Regions from separate parts of the Zea mays genome. Here regions 2 and 3 are each linked to region 1. A link is a contact called in public Hi-C data. All regions are on one chromosome and are shown on one strand. The core of a region is the stretch at or near the end of the contact, and the rest is flanking DNA. Distances in the headings are between cores, read along the strand shown.

Evidence for each region. A called contact is a pair of places that touch in the nucleus more often than the background predicts.
Region 2: a Hi-C map of ear shows a contact between it and region 1, with 2.6 times the contacts expected there. The contact joins the promoter of LOC100194044 here to the promoter of LOC100272330 in region 1. A contact is called at or near these places in 2 of 25 Hi-C or Micro-C datasets (ear and tassel).
Region 3: a Hi-C map of tassel shows a contact between it and region 1, with 4 times the contacts expected there. The contact joins the promoter of LOC100280888 here to the promoter of LOC100272330 in region 1. A contact is called at or near these places in 3 of 25 Hi-C or Micro-C datasets (ear, leaf and tassel).

The regions. Positions count from the first base shown.
Region 1 is chr9:24,349,857-24,353,818 of Zm-B73-REFERENCE-NAM-5.0, forward strand. It overlaps LOC100272330 (Putative leucine-rich repeat protein kinase family protein), which reads right to left and starts at 2,083. Exons shown (of 4, transcript NM_001146814.1): 1 at 2,063-2,083; 2 at 424-684; 3 at 1-333. The coding sequence starts at 604.
Region 2 is chr9:24,533,454-24,537,415 of Zm-B73-REFERENCE-NAM-5.0, forward strand. LOC100194044 (40S ribosomal protein S20) reads left to right here and starts at 2,071. Exons shown (of 3, transcript NM_001377195.1): 1 at 2,071-2,273; 2 at 2,372-2,485; 3 at 3,825-3,962. The coding sequence starts at 2,144. LOC111590248 (small nucleolar RNA SNORD36) reads left to right here and starts at 2,598; the gene lies at 2,598-2,683. LOC111590252 (small nucleolar RNA SNORD36) reads left to right here and starts at 2,798; the gene lies at 2,798-2,882. It overlaps LOC111590250 (small nucleolar RNA SNORD36), which reads left to right and starts at 3,351; the gene lies at 3,351-3,429. It also overlaps LOC111590251.
Region 3 is chr9:24,181,770-24,185,731 of Zm-B73-REFERENCE-NAM-5.0, forward strand. It overlaps LOC100280888 (aminomethyltransferase), which reads left to right and starts at 2,087. Exons shown (of 5, transcript NM_001367145.1): 1 at 2,087-2,638; 2 at 3,701-3,954. The coding sequence starts at 2,157. LOC100502305 (glycine-rich protein) reads left to right here. Exons shown (of 7, transcript NM_001414447.1): 5 at 55-130; 6 at 212-310; 7 at 1,360-1,858. The coding sequence ends at 1,484.

The sequences.
Region 1 (3,962 bases), core at 833-3,332:
GCGAGCTTCCGATCTTCTGTTTCTGCCGGCGGTACCAGGAGAACGCAAATAAACCGCAAAATGCAGCACCGATCACCGCCGCGACAACAGCGACGATAAGAACTCCTTGGGACGCGTTTGCGGACTTTGAGCAGCTAGCGCCTGAGCAGCCGTCTGGATTTGCTGATTGAGGCACCTGCCTTGTCTTGACAGTACCGTCTGGTCCAAAAGGCTCGGGCTTGCTGGGCTTCAGGCCATCCTCTGAAGAAAGGCAAAGCTCTAGCAAACTGAAGCCAGCGCCACAAAGCCCTTTGTTATTCATATACTGGAAGCCACCATTCAGTCTCCTCAATCCTAGCATCCAACACAGAATTGTAGTGGTTAAAATACCATGAAGACTAACAAAAAAAAGTACAAGTTTCAGAAAGGCTATGAGATTATTACCAACAGGGACACTCCCAGAAAGGGTGTTGTTGCGAACATCAAAGACCTCAAGCAATGGAACCTCAGCAATCTTGGATGGGATTGAACCAAACAGGCTGTTGAAGCTCAAATCAAGCCGTCTCAGCTGTGTTAGCTCACCAAGGGTTGCCGGAATGGCTCCATCAAGCTGATTAGACTGCATCGCGAGCACGGTTAGCTTATTCAGGTTGCCCAGCTGGGGAGGTATGCTGCCTGTCAACTGATTGTAACCAAGCTGCAACACTGCAAAAGGGTAGTGAGAGAACTATGTAAATTAATTTATGGCATTGCAAATCAGCACTTTTGATGTTAAAAGACCAAACTCATCAGCTCTTTTCTGAACTTTCATGATAGACGTGACCATAACCTGGCCTACGCAGCTAGCATGTGGACTAATTGCATGTGCAAGTAAACAAATAAACCCCTGTGGCATCCAAACGATACTCCTAGTCGAATGCCCATTAGGATACAAAATATTACTATAAACCTAGTTCTACAAAACACCAAAACATGAACAGAAGAACGACAGATCGACATTGGTGGGGAAGACCTAATCATCAAAGCCGTATCCACATGTATGATTAGTCCCGGTTCAGATTTCACAAAGAGCAGAAAAAAAAGGTAACACAAAGAGCTCAAAATCAAGTCAAATCGAAGAAATTCCTTCTGTCCTGCTGGCAAACGTTCTGTATCTCAGCGACAGATCCAATCTGAAGCCACGCCGCAAAAATAGTCCCCTCAGAAGCAGAAACAAAAATATTGAGTAAAATATACCGGTGGCCAATGCTTCAACTCTCAAAGAAGCTCGCACAGATGTGCACGAATAAAATAAAATATAAACATTTGACTGCTACACACTGCTCCAAAAGAAAACCCAGAATAGAAACGCAAAATCAGAGAGTGGTTGGTGAGAAGTATACACATGACCCGTTTCAAAAAAATAACCGTTGCACTGATTGTGGCATGTAGGTGCTGGGTGCAGCACCTAGTAAGAAGCGAGTGCATAGCGGTTGAATTTTCACATTGATGGGCAACTGCTTTTCGCGCTTTCTGCTCACAAATACTCTATCAAACTCTAGTACTATACAGTAGCAGACGAGTAAATGAGCCACCTAAAAACAAAACTGACTTTAAGATGTCTCCATTCTGCCAAAAAAAAACAGCAAGAAACTGACGAAAAATGGAATAACCATTTTCGCCATTTGAAATACGGATCCTTTGTACCAAAACGAGGAAAGAACGGCCATGGATAGTGCAATGGTTCTTGAATCGCTGAAAATGGAGCTTACGCAACTTGTACTTAAACAGTGCCACTTTGGTTTGAAAAGAAAGCAAGATATCCAGCATGGAAGACCCCTAAAAGGATTTCTGTAACTTAGCAAAAGGTGAAGTAGCCCCTTTATAAAGGTCAAATGGAGGAAGAGAACATATTCCTCCCCCAGTGTTCAAATCCGAAATACGAACGAGCTCAGAATGTCAGGCACGTAAACCCCAGTCACCAGGCAAGCGAAATGTTCACTGATTACTGAACCCAGGAAAAGCCAACCAAGAAGATGTCCTTTATCCAACTTTCCACCCAGAAAAACCCGAGAATGAAGGCACGGAAAGCTCAAAATCTCACCTTGGAGGTTGGCAATGGCAGCAATCTCCACGGGCACGGGCCCGGTGAGATGGTTCACGTCGAGGTACAGGTCCGTGAGCTCGGACAGCTTCCCAATCTCCCGCGGAATGGGCCCCTTGATGCCGTTGTAGTGGAGGTACAGCCCCTGGAGCCGCCGCAGCCCGGCGACCGCCGGCGGCAGGGTTCCCGAGAGCCCGCGGCCCTGCAGCGATACGGCGGTGACGCGGCCGTCGCGGCCGCAGGTCAGGCCGACGAATGAGCCGGCGCATGGGTCGCCGGAGGGGTCCCAGGAGCCGAGGACCCGGCCGGCCGGGTCTAGCGCCCGCTTGAGCGCCGCGAGCGCGCGGGCGTCCTCCTCGTTGCGCGCGGAGGCGCCGAGGACGGAGAGGAACAGGAGCAGGAGTGAGCGGAAGCTCGTGGTGGCCATGGGAACAGAGGGGGCTTGAAGTGGCGGAGGGAGGACCCGGACAGAGTGATGTAGAGTGAGCGGACTGTGACAGTGTGACTGTGAGGGGAGGGCCTGATTCCGCACGTTCGTGCGCCCTTTGTCTCGTTATAAAGTTTTGAATTTTGCTTGTCACAGGTATTTTAAGCCTAAAATTTCAGATATATTTTGTTTGGAATTATAATCTAACCAGATTATATAATCTAACATTTTTAAATAAACACTTATATAATCCAAACAAATAGTTTCATAATCTAGAACAAGGTGAGTGTCCGTGCATTACAACGGGATCATATAATACCAATAAAAATAGGTATAACACGGAATGACAGGTTAACTTTGCAGCGTTAATAAGTAGTAGAGATTTTACCAATGAAATTACACGGAGCCTAAAAGAGTAAAATTTGTTGAAATTATATGGAGAAGGGGGTCACATATGGACGATGTGCACATAAAGGGGTGATTAGAGTTGAAGCGGGATGTCTCGCACCACGCGTATGGACACCGAGGAAAGCGGCGACACGACACCGCGCAACGTGCTGACGAGGAACTTGAGCAGGGAGGAGGTCTGGACCTTGAAGACGTCTGGGAGGGATGTGTGCAGGGAGCGGAGGCAGAGGTCGACATGGCACTTGGAGTTGGCTTGAAGTCGATCACCACTTCATCCTCCTCCACCTCCAGGAGAATCACTCCCTCCTTCTCCTCCTGCAATAGAATCACCCCCTCCGCCTCATATCTATAAATAATTTAAGGAAATGACTGGACTGAATCAAACGAAGAAGAGAAACAAAAGATAAGAGAGATTTTCGCTCACCAGACAAGGATACCAACAACACTCATGTAGTGTTTCCCCCTAGGTAACAGGTCAGTTGTACGATACTGGATAGTTACAACAACCTGAAAATCATTGATAAGTCATATGTATATACAACGGATCTTGGTAACAAACCACATGCTCCCATGAATTCAACTTGTGTTGCTTAACTTAAAAGGGTTGTAGGTGCTCACTTCTGGCTCTGCTAGACCCATAAACCAGAAACTGTTTATTAGGATCTTTGATCTTCAGATGACAGGAAACAAAACAAAAAGTTACTGGGTGGACATTAACATCATTTTCTACGGGGGGGGCATAATTTTTAAATGGTAAATCTTGCCGGTCACACAGGATCCGGTCGTTTTCTAACACATCTGTAGATTAGAACATCATTAGGAACCTAAATTCAACAAAAAATCGGAGTGGAAGCGGATAAAGGCATCTGTGGCTACACTGCCCCAAAAGAAAGTTATTTGTATCACTGTGTAACACAATGTCAGGTAAGAGCAGGAGAACAATAAAAGCATGGTATTATGTTCTCGCTCGATTAAAAGTATAGTTTTTCTAAAAAAATGCATAATACATCCACAGATGCATACATGACACTACTCTACTGGTATTTGTTGTATTACACACAGCCA
Region 2 (3,962 bases), core at 821-3,320, 180 kb after region 1:
ATGATTTTTGCATACTCTGTGAAAAGCCGTGGTTCTTCGTGACCTTTTTTTTTGGATTTTTGTGTGTAACGAAACCGAAAGACGAGCGAGTTCTTTTCTTCGTGCTTGTCAACCGTATATCCTAATTATCTGAATTAGGCGATGCAAATCCATGGCGCTTAGGACATGATATCCGTGCATGGAGTATGAGAAGAAGTATCCAGAGGATGCAGCAAGCAGACCTTGAAATGAAAAGTATCATCGATCTGAGAGTTGCCTGCTGGCTGGGCTGGTGTCCTTCCTGTAAGTTCATTACCATCTCTGCTCCTGGTGTTAGAGCTGATTGACGTGCGGATGATGGCTTTTAAATTTTAATGTCATGAGGCTTGATCATTCAGAAATACAGCATAGCAGTTTGGCAACTTCCAGAAGCATACGCCTGAGGAGCGCAACGTCACTTCGCCAATATTTTTGTGTATGTGTGTTACCAATCACTGGAAAAATACTAACGTTTTTTTCCGGAAATTTTGATCATTCGTTTTATTCAAAATATTTATTTAAAAATATAAAATTTTAAGTCAAACATAAACTAATTTAAATAATAAAACAAATTATAAAAATAAATGATAACTCATTATTTTTTAAGTAAAATAAATAGTTATAATTTTTTTAAAAAATCAACGGTATCATATATTTATAAAATGGAGAAAGTAACAATCTATGCAATAGCTTGTACAGACTAGAATGAGAAGGCCACTTCCGCAGAAAAGAAGTGTGGGACAGGAGATCATATTTGAATCAGCTTGCCAGGTCTCATTTGGTGGCACCCCAAAACTAGCTCAGTTCAGCGCTCGCTCGTGGTAAAAGGTTAACTAATCTGCATCACAATCCACATTAACACGACATGGATTCAAGCGAATCTGGATGAAGCTAAGGGCCTGTCTTTACTTCAAAAACTTCAGATTTGATTTTCCAGCTTCACCATAAAATAACTCCAACAAATTATTAAGGTGGGGTTTTCAAAAGCGTTTGGCTTGCATATGGACTATAGCTTCTATATTACAATTGATTTACGTGAGTTTACTTAATTATTCTTAATGATTAGTGGCCTGTCGCGAGAGAACGGAAGTTGTATGTTGCGTAATCAGTGATATGGTAGGTAATTTTCGTACAACTTCATGAGGAGATATAAAAACAATGTTTTTGAAGCACCCTTTAAAAAGCTTTATGAATTCATGAAACTTGCCTCTAGTTTCAATTTTTTTAAAGCTAGAGCTCGTGGAGCTGGACCTGTTTGGGTGAAAAAAATTGGAACAAAGTTGAAATTTTTGAAGTGAAGCTCTATCAAACAAGACCTAAATTAGGCTTGGTTTGGGATGGATTAGCATGGAAAATGAGCTGGTTTTCCACTTCTAGTCTTGCCCAGCTCAGGGCTTGTTCGGTTAGCTCTCAATTCATATGGATTGAGTGGGATTGGGTGGGTTTAAATCCCGAGCAAGTCAAACTTCTTCTTAATTTTTTCCAATCTCATCCAATCCATGGGTAACGGGATTAACCGAACAAGGCTTCATATGGATTGGATTGCAATCAAAAGATGTGGATTTGATTGGATTCAGTTGCAGTCAAACAAGTCTAGGAAACAATAAAAAGTTGCACTATTTTCCACGAGGATAGATAAATATATGTGTTACAAATCCTTGTTCTGTTGTTTTAACGTTGATAGATAAATACGTATCACAAATCCTTGTCCTGCGACTTTACAATCGATGGACGAATATGTGTCACGAATCCAAAGCAGACACAGTTCCTGCTACGGACGGGTTTTTTCCCCCGAGAGGAGATGATTCTGGAATCTAAACTCGACACGTGGGCCGTGGCGGGCCGGTGGCCGCAGCCTTGCGGCCTTGCCCGAACCGGAGCTTTTGACGGGCCCACTATCATTGACAAACCCCACCTCCCCGAAGGACGAAGCTCCGATCCAACGGCCAGATCACCTCAGCCACATCCAACGGCCAGGCGGGGTCTCACCTCAACCTCCCCGCCTCTACATAAATGCCTCCACCACGCGAGCCTCAAAACCTAACGCTGTCCGCCGCCACCTCTCCTCCGGCATCGACGAGGCGAAACCCTAGCGCCCGAGTCCCTCTCCCTGCTCCCACAACCCATGGCGGCGGATATGGCGTACGCGCCGCCGATGAAGGCTGGCAAGGCCGGGTTCGAGGCTGGCATGATGGATCCACAGCACAGGATCCGCATCACGCTCTCCTCCAAGAGCGTCAAGAACCTCGAGAAAGGTACGCTCGCCGATGTCTTCTCCTTTGTTCATGCGGCGTTGGGTTGGGATCGAAGGACTGACCTCGTGCTCGTTGTTGCGGCGTTGCGCTTTGAGCAGTCTGCGGGGATCTGGTGAAGGGCGCCAAGGGTAAGGAGCTCAAGGTCAAGGGCCCCGTGCGGATGCCTACCAAGGTGCTCCACATCACCACCAGGAAGTCTCCCTGTGGAGAAGGTGACCTCTCCTTACCTCCCCCTCAACTTCTCACGTCCAACAGGAAGGTCTCGAATCGTCACGTTTGTTGTGATGGATATCTAGAGCTGTGGGTTGCGATGTGTGGTATGCTGAGCAGATGATGTTAACATCTACATCGACTGAGATCTTTCGGGATCTCTGATGTCCAAAAATCGAGCTTTTTAAAACTGATGCTTAGCGTATTGTCACCGAGAAAGATTCATCTTCGTTTACGGATCATGTTGTATTAATGTGTATCAACATTTAAGCGCATTTGTGTGGTGTCGTATTCTTTGGATACGATCTTAGGCTGAACATATGATGTTAACTAGGAGATGCTGCTGAGATATTACATCATTGAAGTCTCTAAAACCGAGCTTTTTAAAACTGATGCTTGGCCTATGATAGTATGTTTAGTGCGGATCACATTCTAGATATTGCATGGTTTTAGCTAAACATTGGTTTAGTTACTGTTTTTGATCATATACTACTTTCACACTGGCTGTTAAATAATCTTTTTGTTTGGGCCTGTCTCAAATTTAGCATGCATCGTTTAGTATTGAATAGGCTTTGCCCAGAGTTGGTAGTCTTGATGGTGAAATTGCGTGACCAATTTTGGGCATTCAAGGCCTTTGTTTCCTGATTTCCAACAGTTGCTGCATATTTTTTAAGGGAACAGCTGATGCATATATTAAGTTACCATATATTCTTTTTTGATACCTTCTTGCTTTCCTAAATATCCTTCTGTATCCTAGAAAGTTAAGCTCAATACTGAGCATCTACTTTATTTTAGGGCTTCACCCTGTCACTCTAAGTTATCTGAGTTAATGTGTTGGGCACTTGGGCTTGATCTTTGTTGTGGGCTAACCATGTGATGCTAAACAATTTACTCCTGAGATTTTCTGAGGACTTAACAAATTCGAGCTTTTTAAAACTGATGGTTGGCCCCATTTCATTCTCTAATCATTTTTACTTTTACTACACTTTTGAGGATGTTCTTTGTTTCTTTGTTAAATAGGATCTGCACTTGTATGCCTTGAGTATATGGGTTATGTCATTTTGTTACATTGAATGACCCTATGTATGGTAGGTTAATATATGGGTTATGTCATTTTCAGACTATGGTTTTGTTATTTTCTGGACATGCTGGGCAGGTGATGATGATGTTTGGACTGATACTTGATGTCTCAAAATCGAGCTTTTTAAAACTGATGCCCAGTTCATCCTTGACTTAAATGCTGTGATGTTTCTTATTATCCTCTGACAGGTTTTCTTTTCGGAGTTCACTTTTGATACACATTGTTGATACAGTTATTGATAATTGTCTTGACTATTTCAGGTACCAACACCTGGGATCGCTTTGAGATGAGGATTCACAAGAGGGTGATCGATCTCGTCAGTACACCAGACGTTGTCAAGCAGATCACCTCAATCACCATTGAACCAGGTGTCGAGGTTGAGGTGACTATCAGTGACG
Region 3 (3,962 bases), core at 837-3,336, 170 kb before region 1:
TAAAAGAGCCTTCAATTTGGTGCAGTATAGCTATTTTTTCTTTGTATTTTGTAGGGACATTCCCTGACAAGGAAACTGAATTCGGATGGGAAGGTTGACACCACACAGACACTGCACAACCTGAATGAAGGTTAGTTTGATATGTATAACTTTCCTTGATGTGCTTGATATCAGTTTTTCGTTAATTAATTATAACTCAAGCACTTTATAGATGAACTAGCTGGATTTGAGCAATCATGGAAGGGGAATGCTGGACATTACTTGCCTGACTGGAACCACAATGCTGGTGCACCTAATAGCGATAATTCTGGTAAGCCTAGCTTCATATTTGTAAGGAGGACATATTTGGTGCACATGGAGGTTTGATGCACATATTAAATTATCATCATCCATCTTAGATCTAACGCTCTAATTGATTTGTATATTTTGCAAAAAAACACCATCTGAAGTGGTGGAGTGTAGTAGTGGAAGATGATATTTGTAAAATATAACAAGCAACTAGAGACGTTAGATCTGAGATGATGGATAGTGATAATTTAATATATGCGCCATGTGCGCCAAACTCCCATGTGCACTAGACATCTTCTCTTGGAAGAAGTTATGCAAATTGCTTGTCAATTGTTGACTTGATCAACCAAGGATGTTATCCTTTCTGAAAATAAATTATTTATTTTATTAGCATTATTTCTCGATGAAGAAGATTTATTCCTTCTAAGAGGTCGCAATCCACTATACAGTTGCATCTTGTCTGTGTATTTATTTATACTAAGTCGATGCTGAAATTTGAAGTAATATAAATACAAAACACCAAATCATTTTTGTTATTCATTTAGTAGAGCTATCATAATCTGATGTGAACACTGTGGAGTTAAACATGTTGCTTGAGCATCTTTTACTAGACTCGGTGCACATTGTGTGGGTAATAAACAATGTCCATGAATACATGGCAATAGTGACTACTTTGGATTCCAGAAATGGTTAGGATGAAATCTTACCCCACGACTTCTATCCATGCCTGACAACGAGCAGGGCCATTCATGGTTATGAACAGGTGAACATGAGCATCTCTCTGCTGCCCATCCTTGTAGTCTTCCTTCTTTACCGATTTGCTAGGTGCTTACTTCTGCTTTGCAGCAGTAACTGGCACACAGGTTTATGCAGCAGCCAAAACTGCGGCATATTAATAACTGAAATAATGCTTGGATTCTTCGTCCTGAGATTATGTTGGGAGTCTTCTGTAGTTCTGAATGTGTGCTTTTCTACTAATGGTTTGTCAAGATGAGTCCTCTGCAGCTTATGTTGGTCCACCGAGATCCGCGTTCTCTAACCTTGAGTCGTCTTTCTGTTGGTGTACCGCAGGTGACCGTAGCTCCAATGGACGTGACCGGCGATCGGCCTCAGGCTGGGCGCTTCCTGGGACCGAGCAAGGCCGTGATCCGAGGCGCAACGGGAAGCCAAAATCACGGGTCATCCCTATCTCCTGAAGAGCATGGACGGAGTAGATATATAGAGTAGATAAATAAACAGCTGGTTTGTACTACTATGCAAGGTTTAGGTTCAAGATCGTTTCAAGGAAACGACCTGAGGTCCAGGTAACCGGAGTCCGCCCAGCACCTCGCGTGCTATTGTCTGATTCTGTAGCTGTACAGTGCTCTGCTACCTTATTATCCGTGATGTGAAACAATTTGTGTCGTCCAGTCTTGCTGTAAAATCATCATCGCGTATATTGTAAACCTGAGTCGGTATGTCTGAGTTGGCTTTGCTGTGTTGTTGCTAGTTGTTTGGGTCGCTGAAGGATGTGAAGCGATCTGCTTCTGTGTTTGCGTAAAAAAAATAGATGCTCTGCTGCTGGCTGTCCAAACCGAACCAGAGCCAGAGGGGACGTCACCCGCCTGGCCGCCTCGGATTGATCGTGAACACGCCGCTTGGCCCCGGCCGTGGTTTCTCGTCCTTTCCTCCTACCTGCACGGCCACGCGGACGACGGACCCTCCCTCCTCACGCCACGTCTGCCCCCTGGCCACGCGTGTCCACCCCACGCTTTGGCACCATCACGTCCGGAAAACAAAAGAGAAACGCCCAGAACCCGTCGAACCACCACCAAGCAGCCCAACCCATCGGTTCGACAACTTCACAGACCAGTGAGTGACACACACCCATGCCGCCGCCGCCGCTCGCGCGCCGCCTACTCCTCCAGCCGCTGCCGCGCGGCGCGCGCGCCCTCCACACGACCCCGGCCCCGCGCCGCGGCCCGGGGGTGCTGGCCTGCCGCCTGGCGTCCCGCGCCGTGGTCCGCTTCGCGGGGCCCGAGGCGGCGCGCTTCCTCCACTCGCTGCTCACCAACGACCTCCTCTCCGCCTTCTCCGCGGCCGGCGCGTCGTCGCCGCAGCGGTACGCGCCCACGCCGAACGCGCCCGCGCGGGGCCCCGCGGCGCCCGCCTACGCCGCGCTGCTCACGCCGCAGGGCAGGTTCCTCTACGACCTCTTCCTCTACCGGCCCCCGCCGCGGTCCCAGATGCTCGACCGCACAGGATCCGCGCCGGAGACCGGTGAGGCCCCCGAGGGGCACCCGCACCCGCAGGAGGTACTCGCAGACGTTGACGCCGCCGAGGTGGACGACCTCGTCGCCTGCTTTAAGAGGTGACGGACTACCGTACCGAGCCTGTTAACAAAATTCAGCGCTCTATAATTATAAGGTTTCAGTCTATGGTATGTACAGTCTGTTGGGAGTTCCTGTGACCAAACCGCGGCCCCGAATAGTAAGACTGAATTCGAATTTTGGGCTAATCAGCAAAAAAAAAAAAGGAAGCGCAGAGCGCAGCACTCCTTAAGACAAAACAGCAGGCTTTTTTTTGCTGGATAACGTGTTCGGAAGTCTAGATGGTATTTTGAGTTCACAGACAGACTGATGGTCATTTTCGGTTAGAATGATGAAACTAAATTGCACGCCTATATTTTGTTGTGCACTTGATTTGGCATTTTTATGCCATAATTTGAAGTCTCAAGTGTGACAACTTTTCAAGTGGCAAAATTCTTGAAGATCATCACGGAACTCACTGCTAGGAGTGTGTATCGTTAAGCAGCTCACTGTTGGCAATTACAGACCTTAGTTGGAGATTTTTGTGTCAAGTAAGAATCATAGTGATGAACTGTCCTTGCAGTAAGCAGCTTAACTTTAGCCAATTGTTTGTTAGGTTACTTGATAACATAAGAGTTCGCACACTTGTAGCTGAAAGATCCTCCATATTGTGTTAGGCCCCGTTTGTTTCGTTGGAATTGAATTCCATTTTAATAATTATAATTTAGACAAAACTAATTAAGTTCATATATTTATATATGTAATATATTTGTATATTATCTTAAATCATATGAGAGAGATAGTTATAACGAAGCAAGTAGAAGAGTGTGCTATAAGTTGTACATTGAAAAAATAGCATGTAAATTTATAGAATCAATTTCTATCTCTCACCCATGAATTTGAGATAGGCTTATACGATAACTTTGGAAAGTGGTGGAATTTCACATTCTAAAAAAATAGCTTATTCCAATAGTAAGATTCCAATTCCTCAAAATGAAAGGAAACAAACGGCGCCTTATAGTTTTGCGGTGAACCTGGTAATCCAGATAACTCCCACCTCTAGATGACCTTTCCTGTTGATAAATTCCATGTCTTGTGACCTGGCAACTTTTTCCTGTTTTCAGATATCGTTTGAGATCCAAGGTTGAAATAGACAATGTAAGTGAGAATTTTGCATGTTGGCAAAGATTTGGACATGATGTAGTGCACACTGAACCTTCTACTCAAGAACCTGAGGCTCAATCCATTGGGTGGGGACAAGGTGTTGACCATGCTGGCGAGTCAGCTGCGCAAGGGAACGGTCATGGATGGCAATGGCTCAAAGATCCTCGGTTGGACTACCTTGGTTACAGAGGAATTTTTCCAGCTGACACGATACGTAAGTAA